Linked DNA regions of Mus musculus: region 1 is linked to region 2. A link is a contact called in public Hi-C data. All regions are on one chromosome and are shown on one strand. Each heading gives the region's core, a stretch centred on a gene start, on an enhancer-like site or on the middle of the called end of the contact. The rest is flanking DNA. Distances are from core to core; before and after follow the strand shown. Region 1 has its middle 37 kb from the start of Ahi1. Region 2 has its middle 88 kb from the start of Gm33510.

Region 1 (4,704 bases), core at 1,221-3,720, 170 kb before region 2:
GCATCACTACCAAAATACTAAACTATTCATCATTGAATGTTTGCCACCAAAATTACACCTTATATGCCCCACTCTTTCACTTTTAACACCACCAAAATGAATTTAAAATGCATGTTGAAATTATAATTACTATTTAAAAGGCTAAAAGAATTGAAACTTGTAGCTTCTAGTGTACAGTGCTAGAAAACACACAGGGCTTTTCTCCTGGGTGTCTTCTCAATTCTCTGGCATGCACATCTTGGGTCAAATGCCAACTCCTCATTGTTTTGTTTGTTGAAGCAGAGTCACCATGTTGAGGACGATGATGATGGAGCTGGTCTTCACTAGGACAGGAACTTCGTTTCTCTGATAATAACCATTCATTTCTACTGAAACATCATGTGACCTTGAATTGGTAGATTCCAATAATTATTAAAAATTACGTTTGACTTCTGTGTTTGGCTTCCTGCTCTAGGAACCCTAAATAACAGACTATTGCTCTATTCTCTTTGTCTGCTAGAGCCTTTGATTTTTGCTCTGCCCTACCATGTGCACTCTTTCGCTTTTGCTGAACTGCCCTAAGTCTGGCTTTCATGGTCCTGGCTTTATCTAGTCTCTGTCTGTTGAGATTTTCACTTGGGATGTTTCTATGTCTTCTTCCTGCTTCCTACCTGTTCTTCTAGCATTCAGAGAGGACTTTGTTTCATTAAGTTCTGCGATTTCAGGAGGGGTGTTCAGTTCTCACCAGCTTCACCATGAAAGAGCCCCCTCTCTTCCTTTGCTCAAGGTGCAGATGTTCGAGGACTGCTGATAGCAGCTGAGCACACCAGCCAGTGCTGACTATTACATGGCATAATCTTTCTTTCTTCTTTGTGGTCTTTGGAACATCGAGCCTAGGACTTTGCATACCCTATGCAGACCCTCTACCTCTGAGATTCCTTTCTGAAGTTTGTAAGTCTGGCATAGTAAAAGATGAACAATTATAAAACAAAATAGGAAAGTCTAACAATGTATTACCAGAGAACAGCCAACAGCTTTGCACCTTGGGATGATTAAATAAAAGGGTGTCACTGCATAGAACTGTGACACCAGCACAGTTGACCTGATAACAGTGGCAGACAACTACTAGGTGACTGGTATGTGTGTTGTATAGACTGTCTGGAATGGACAGATGGGTGGGTCACATGCTGGGTCATGTTAGGTGGCCCAGTGTGAGATTCTGCCACCATGAATTCCCTGTTTGAGAATTTGTTCATTGCCCAAATTAAACACATCTCAATAATTAGTAAAAATGAAAAAAAACCATCTTAATTTATTTATTTTTTAAACATTAATGCATTTTGTATGTGTGTCTGTCCCTGTGTGGATGTCCGAATGCTATAGGTCAATCGCATGCATGTGGAGGTCATAGGATATCTTGCAGAGAGAGGCTCAGTCTCTCTTTTCATCAGATGGGTCCTGAGGATCAAACTCAGGTGGGTAAGGTGCAAGCACTTTTGCCCATTGTCTTGTTGACACCGTGCATATTACTGTTTTTAACATAAGAAAATCTATGCGAAGTAAAAACCATTATTTAAATGCATAATAATCTCAGATCTATAAGATCTTAATGTACTTGCCTGGTGTTGCCCACTTTCTCAGAAAGCTAAGAAAATAGAGAGGGTTGTTGACAGGGACGAGTCAAGAAAAGGGGGAACAGGAAACAGAGCGATAACAGAAGTGACCCCCAGGGACTTCCCAATATGGCTGCTAGTTTGCTAAGTTAAGTCCATTGCCCATTTCCCCATTGAGAAGTTAGTCTTTTCCGTAATGGTGCAAGCTCTTTATTAAGTATGAAACCCTCTTATTTATTTGTGCAGTGCAAATTATCCTCTAGCAGTTTCTGCCTTTTGATTTGGCTGTGGCTTGCTTTATTAGAGAGGAGTGTACAATTTTTTTTTTACCCATTCCATTTCACCAACCCAAGGGTAATTTTTAGTTTTAGATTCTATGATTCTACTAAGTGGGAATGAGAGGAAGTGCATGGGAGATATAGGATTGTAGGCCACAGTCCTGTATATAATGCAGGTTGTACCTACAGTAATATTTTGTTACAGAGACTGAGCTAGCTGCCTGATTTCTTTAATAGTAAAAACTTATTAGATATTTGCCTATTCTCCCCTAACCATGGATGTCCATCTATTTTGACTTTATGTAACCGGAGACTTTGGCAAAAAAAAAAAAAAATTAAACTGATTTCTGAAAAAAATTGTAAGAAACCATGGATAATAAAAAAAAATTCAGATCAAGATATAAGAAAGATCAGCTATCTTAAAACCAAGAAAAGTAAAAATCAAAATAGCACAAAATTTCCAAGTGATGGCTGCTCAGGGGACAACATTGAAAAAAAAAAAAAAAACGCATCCTCATTCCGGCTGTGGTTTGGTTACTCCACAGCTGTGTGGATGGAAGCAAGGCCACCAAAGTGCTCAGAAATGCCAACAGGCAAAGAGGAAATGGGGGAGGGAGTTTTTGGCACTCTGTCTCTGTGCACTTTCAACACAAACATAGGCTCCTTGTTTTCTTCGGAGAGGAAGACAAATTTGCAATAAAGACATATGACCGGAGCGCTGTGAAACCCACCATTGGACAGTTACAGGACACTCTGGCCTCTCTCTCACTAGTGCCACCTGGTGGCTGCAAGGGATTTCATAGTCCTACGATCACGTGACTCTCTTCTTTCTAAATTACCACCCCAATTTTTGTCCAGCTCTATCTCTATGGTTCTTTTAGGATGCTATGATCTGGATGTAGCTTTCGCTAGCATTGTCTGCAAACAGGAATGAGTTTGTTTGGATAGGACATTGTATTGGCTGGTTTTATGTCATCTTGACACAAGCTAGGATCGTCAGAGAGGAGGGATCCTCGACTGAGAAAATGCCTCCATTAGATCAGAGTATAGGCAAACCTCTATAGCATTTTTATAATTAGTGATTGATGTGGAAGGGCCCAGCCCATAATGGGTGGTGCCATCCATGGACTGGTGTCCTAGAATAAGAAAAAGAAAAAAAGCAAGCTGAGCAAAGCCAGTAAGCAGCGCTCCTCCACCGTCTCTGCACAGCTCTTGCCTCCAGACTCCTTTCCTGTTTGAGTTCCTGTCCTGACTTCCATTGTTGGTGAACTGTGATGTCGAAGTGTACCTGAATAAACCCTTTTCTCCCCAAGTTTCTTTGATCATGTTGTTTCATCACTGCAATAGCAACTCTAAGTAAGACAGACATTATCATTTCCTTATTTTCAATGAAACAAGACCCTATTGACATGTGTGGGACCACAATGGCCCAGGGTTATGGAGGAAGGCTTGAGGGAGCTTCAGCCTCTGATACCTCAAATATAAGGATGGTAGGATTTGGCTTCTCCCCCTCCAACCTGTCACCATGAAACTGGCTTCCCCGCCATCAACCCTAGCATATTCATTATTACCCTGACAGTTATCAGGCTTCATTCCTTGTTTGGCCCGTAAGACCTCCCCAACCCTTGTGTACGCAGATGAGGTGTTGTCTAACACCCCTGCCCTGGCCAATGGTACAAGGCCACACAAACCTTGCCGTAGAGACTCTGGCCACCTCCCCAGGGACATAAATACCTCTTTCTCCCCTCCCAATAAATGAATCAGTTCTCCGACCCTGTTCCCCAATCCTGTTCCCCGACACGGTTCCCCGACACTGTTCCCAGACACTGTACCCCGACACTGTTCCCGGACACTGTTCCCAGACACTGTTCCCGGACACTGTTCCCAGACACTGTTCCCCGATACTGTTCCCAGACACTGTTCCCAGACACTGCTCCCCGACACTGTTCCCGGACACTGTTCCCAGACACTGTTCCCAGACACTGTTCCCCGACACTGTTCCCGGACACTGTTCCCAGACACTATTCTCAGACACTGTTCCCAGACACTATTCTCAGACACTGTTCCCCGACACTGTTCCCAGACACTGTTCTCAGACACTGTTCCCCAACACTGTTCTCCAGCGCATTCTTTGCATCACATGGATGTGGTGATAAGCTCCTTACAGCTGAATAATTTGTGATTTCATTTGGCCTTGTTGAAAATTACATAGTCAGAAACATTTCATTAACCTCAGAGAGAAAATAATATAAACTTCCAACCTTCATCAAAGTGAATGGTTAGCAGTTGAATAGGCTTGAAAACCTATTGTATTTGCACACATTTGAGACATTCATTTGGGCAATAGACTATAAAGGAGTTGTTTTGTAGATTAAACAGTATAAGTGCATTAGGTTTTTGGAGCTTTAGGAGTCTTCTCAGATAAATTCTAAATGAGTAAAAGTTTATATGCATTTAAAAGAGACTGAAATATATTAGAGGTTCTCTTATTAGATAAAACATATTCATTAGCGCTGTAGATTTTTGAATAATGATTTTATATGGCTGAATAATGCTATGCATTTAAGAAGGCTAGACAGCTTTTTAACTATGAAATAGTGTGGACATATTATGAAATATTGGAATATAAGAAAAAATGCAATACCACAACTCTAATAAACTGTTGCTTTTAGTTAGTGTCTTAGTCAGGGTTTCTATTCCTGCACAAACATCATGACCAAGAAGCAAGTTGGGGAGGAAAGGGTTTATTCGGCTTACACTTCCATGCTGCTGTTCATCACCAAGGAAGTCAGGACTGGAACTCAAGCAGGTCAGGAAGCAGAAGCTGATGCAGA
Region 2 (4,374 bases), core at 1,280-3,779:
AATGAGATCTGACTCCCTTTTCTGGAGTGTCTGAAGACAGCTACAGTGTATTTACATATAATATATATATATATATATATATATATATACACACACACACATACACACATACACACACACACACACACACACACATATATAAAGAAAGAAAGCTCCAAGATCCACATGGACTTCAAAGGTTCTAAAGACACTGGCCATCTCTCAGGAGATGGGCTCTCCAGTGACACCATTGTAAGTTGTCACTTACGCTGTGGTGGGATTTCTGGTAAAGCAAGTAGCTTCCTTTTTTTCTGTTATGTAACTCCTACTCTGTGCTTGTATAAGTACCTCCTAAACTCACAGGCTCACAAAGCTAATCCTGGGTAAAGCTATTTTTCTGTCTTCCATCCATGCCCCATAGAAGGTGAAAAGATATCTGATCATGTCTCTGCAGGAAGTCAGATAACTCTATGTCTCTCACAAGTCTACCTCACATTCATGTAGAAGAACAGTTGCCTAGGGACTGGAGAGATGGCTCAGTCAGATAATAAGAGCTTTAATTACTTTTGCAAAGGACCAATAGTCTGTTTCCAGCAGCCATATCACACTTCATAACCACCTGTAACTCTAGGTCCAGGTGAATCCAACACCTCTGCTCTCTTGGCATCTGCACTCGGGTGCACATGCCCCACATGCAGGTACACAAACACATACATAGTTAAAAATAATAAAAAGAAAAACTTTTAACAAACAAGAAAAGAACAGTTGATATGATGGTTACTCTTTAGGAGTTTGAAGAGGGAATCAAATGACTGTTGGTCCATTTCCCCCACCACTTCCACGAGTGACATTATATGAGTTGTAACTCTCATTGGCTATGTCCAGAATGCAAGGTCTGCCTTCACTCAAGATTAGTGTAGGCTGATCAGCAAAAGAGCCAGACACTGTTCTTGTTGCAGCAGAGCATTCTGTGTGGTCCAGTTGTGGGGGGGGGGGCAGGTATCCAGATATCTGCTTCCACTTAGTCTTGAGACTTGATAGGTAGACAAGCTTTACTGGACTGCACAGCGGGACATGCATGCCTGCAACCTTCAGGATGGTAAACATAAGCCAGGCCTTTGTACCTGTGCACCTCTCCATGTGGATATTCAGTGCTTAGGAGTTAATAAGGCTTAGCTCTCTGTACCTAAAGGACATCATTTATGAACCTATCTACATCATGTCAGTTAACCAAGGATTAAACAAGATAATACATGTAACACTGCACTACATACATGTGGCATGTGATACTGCAAATACGTGGCATGTGCCTTGCACATGATAACCTTAATAACAGTCCTTTCCTTCCCTGAGAAGAGGATCTCACTGTCTTGCTTCCCAACAAACCCATTTTTTAATTAATTTTCAGAGAAGACTCTATACCATAGAAATTCAACAAGCTAATGAGGTATAATGAATGTTCCTTCCCCAGCATATTGGCATTTTAATGAGGAAAAATGAGAGATCCTGCTGTACTAATCCAACCCTCTTTGAGGTAGGCAGAAGACAACAGAGACTATCTGAAAATTAAGGAGAAACTACTCAGGAGTTCCTGCTTTAATAGCATTTTAAATTCAATGTTTGAGGTCAGACTTCTAAAGCGGAATCCATGTTTGGGAGCAGCTGGAACTACAAGAGCATAGCAAGTGTCTTGGCGTGGCTGTTCTGTGGAACTCCTTTTAGGGGCTGTGGTGGTTTGAAAGTGCTTGGCCTATGGGAAATGGCACTATTAGAAGGTGTGGCCTTGTTGAAGGAAGTACATCACTGTGGGGGGTGGGCTTTGAAGTCTCCTAGTGCTCAAGCTCCACCCAGTGCAGAAGAGAGCTGGCTGCTTGCAGAAGACAGTCTTCTCCTCTCTGCCTTCAGATCAAGATATAGAACTCTTAGCTCTTCCAACACTGTGTCTGCCTTGATATTACCACACTAATGGTAATGAACTAAACTTCTGAACTTGTAAGCAGCCCCAAGGAAATTGTTTCCTTATAAGAGTTGCTTTGGTTATGGTGTCTCTTCATAGCAATAAAACCCTAACTAAGATGGGGAATATTTAGTGTGCATAAATTGAAGAGATTACAAGTCAGTATCTGTAGCCTGGATATTTAAATATTGAAGACAGAACAGAAGACAGGGTATGTGAAATAAAGCCTTCATATAACTAAGATGTGTACATAGGATGGGAAGGATAAAATAAATTGGCCACTGAAAGTATGTATATTTGCATACAGTGTTAGCATGCAGTTCTTTAACTTGCTATCCCTTATTTTGAATTTTTCTACTAAAAGGCACATTGCAAGCATTCTTAACCACAGGATCCCACACATACTATAAATTCCCACAAAAAGTCACGAATCTCCTTCCTATTGAACGACTGCTCCACAAACCCCGGGATTTCATTGTTTACAGTTCCATAGTCATATTTGTGGCCAATTCTGTTGTGCACGGCAATGTATTACAACAACAGTGTGCAGGACTTTAAGTCATAGTGGCTAGCAGCTCTGTGGTCAGTGACAGGAAATTATATAATGTCCTTACCAATGTGCCATAAAGAAGAGAGGTCCCATGTTTCTCCAGCTCACCCCTTGTCCCGCACTTGCCACTAATGATAGGTTTTGAAAATAGGGTGGGGGTAAGTGGCCCCTGGAGTCCTATTCTCTGTACCCCTAGACCATACTCAGCCCCCAGTGTTGGGTAAGCCTTGTGCCTCTAACTCCCACACAGCTTGGCTTTTCAGAAAGTACATGGATTTTACACTCTCGGTCTACGGACTTGTACTTTCACAATTGCTTTAGCTGTGAAAACGACACTTAGAAGAGTAGTTTGGCCTAAGATGAGGGTCATCCTGGACTTCACAGTCACAGGCATACTGGGGTGGGGGGTGGGGGTAGGGTAGCAGCTTGACCTGTAGTAGGGGTGGGCTGTGGTATTTGTTTGTTTCAATTTCTGTGCATTTACTATTTGAATACAAGCCCTCAGATCTGCTTCTTTTACAGTAACTGGTTTTCAAGTCACATTGTTCCTAGTCTTTCCTTCAGGGAGGGAGGGAGGGCAGCCTGACGTCAGCCACTGCCAGCCTCCAGCTTGCCCTGACCCCTTGTCTGGCTTGTGTTGCCCATGATTATGGTTCTTGCTGGCAGTGCTGTGGCCCATGGGACCATAGGGCAGAAAGCAGAAAAGGAACTTTGAATTACAGGGGAAATGATGTTTTTTTAAAGGCAACACTTCACTGGTATCTATTTTTTCCCCCCACTGCAAGATATTTTCAAACAGTTTGCTCTTTATTTCAATCAGATATGTCTGACCACACCTCTTGAGGAAATTTATTCGATTGTGGAACTCGCTTTGGTGAAATAATCTAAAAAAAAACAACTGGAAAAATAGTATGTATGTTTCTTCATATGTGTGTGAAAGACTGGATATCTAAAATGTTCAAAAATATGGGAGAAGGCTAGAGAGATCACTCAGGCAATAAGGTGCTTGTCTGGCTCTCACGTGGACCTGAGTTCAATCCCATAGCCTGTGTGAGACAGAGATGGGTGTGCTGGCACATGTGTAACCCTTACACAGGTTACTGTGGCTCACTGGCCAGCAAGGGTAGCCTATGTGAGCAGCTCCAGGCCAGTGAGGGAGCATGTCTCAAAAGAGTGCTGAAGACAAGCTCCCAAATTTTTCCTCTGACTTTCACTTACACACACACACACACACACACACACACACACACACACACTTCTAAATGTAAAGAATGACACATTTTGCTGAACTAAATGCATATTATGCTAGATCTGCTCATGTTAATTGGATATTTGGTTTATTTTATGTCCCATCAGATGGGGAATCGTGTGTTTCAGTCAGTGCGTCTAATGTTTCCCATACCTTTAAATGCTAATGAAGATTAAATAATCATGCTCATTGTTTTTTATAACTACTTGGTCGATTAAACATGACTAACATTTTGCACAGTACTAGAAGTATTGGACTTACTGTTTCCAGTAATTAAAAAGAAATATTTAAAACATTCTCTCATTTCTAATTCCGTAAAGTTAATTCTTTATTACCTTCCTTCTCGAATGTGAAGTTTGATCAGTAGAGATTCACTTCCATGTGTGTTTCTTGCCCTACCAGGCATGATTCAGTCAGCATGCACACCTGAGGTGAACCCTGCCTGGCTTTTGGCAGAGGAAATCACTCAGGAATGTGAACTTAGAAGTAAACAATTAGAGTGGACTCTGGCATCCGGTCAGGCATATGGCATTCACATTGGTCAACAGAACACACATGTACACACATGTACACACACACACCAGTCACGTTAAGGGGACTCAGCAGAGAACAGACGGCACGTGAACCGACATGGCGAGT

The links. Hi-C and Micro-C count contacts between places; a contact is called where the count stands out from the background.
Region 1: a Hi-C map of bone marrow-derived macrophages shows a contact between it and region 2, with 26 read pairs. The contact joins two enhancer-like sites. A contact is called at or near these places in 3 of 484 Hi-C or Micro-C datasets (bone marrow-derived macrophages, cerebral cortex and myeloid progenitors) and 2 of 115 datasets of contacts at active chromatin or transcription factors (astrocytes and large pre-B cells).

Annotation. Positions count from the first base shown.
Region 1 is chr10:20,913,652-20,918,355 of GRCm38.p6, reverse strand. No RefSeq gene overlaps it. Among named protein-coding and RNA genes, the nearest start is that of Ahi1, 37 kb to the left of the region's middle. Within about 2 kb of position 2,470, at least 29 of the 459 cell types and tissues checked have an H3K27ac peak or open chromatin away from gene starts, as enhancers often do. A contact at or near this core is called in bone marrow-derived macrophages, where this site is marked.
Region 2 is chr10:20,748,991-20,753,364 of GRCm38.p6, reverse strand. No RefSeq gene overlaps it. Among named protein-coding and RNA genes, the nearest start is that of Gm33510, 88 kb to the left of the region's middle. Within about 2 kb of position 2,529, at least 14 of the 459 cell types and tissues checked have an H3K27ac peak or open chromatin away from gene starts, as enhancers often do. A contact at or near this core is called in bone marrow-derived macrophages, where this site is marked.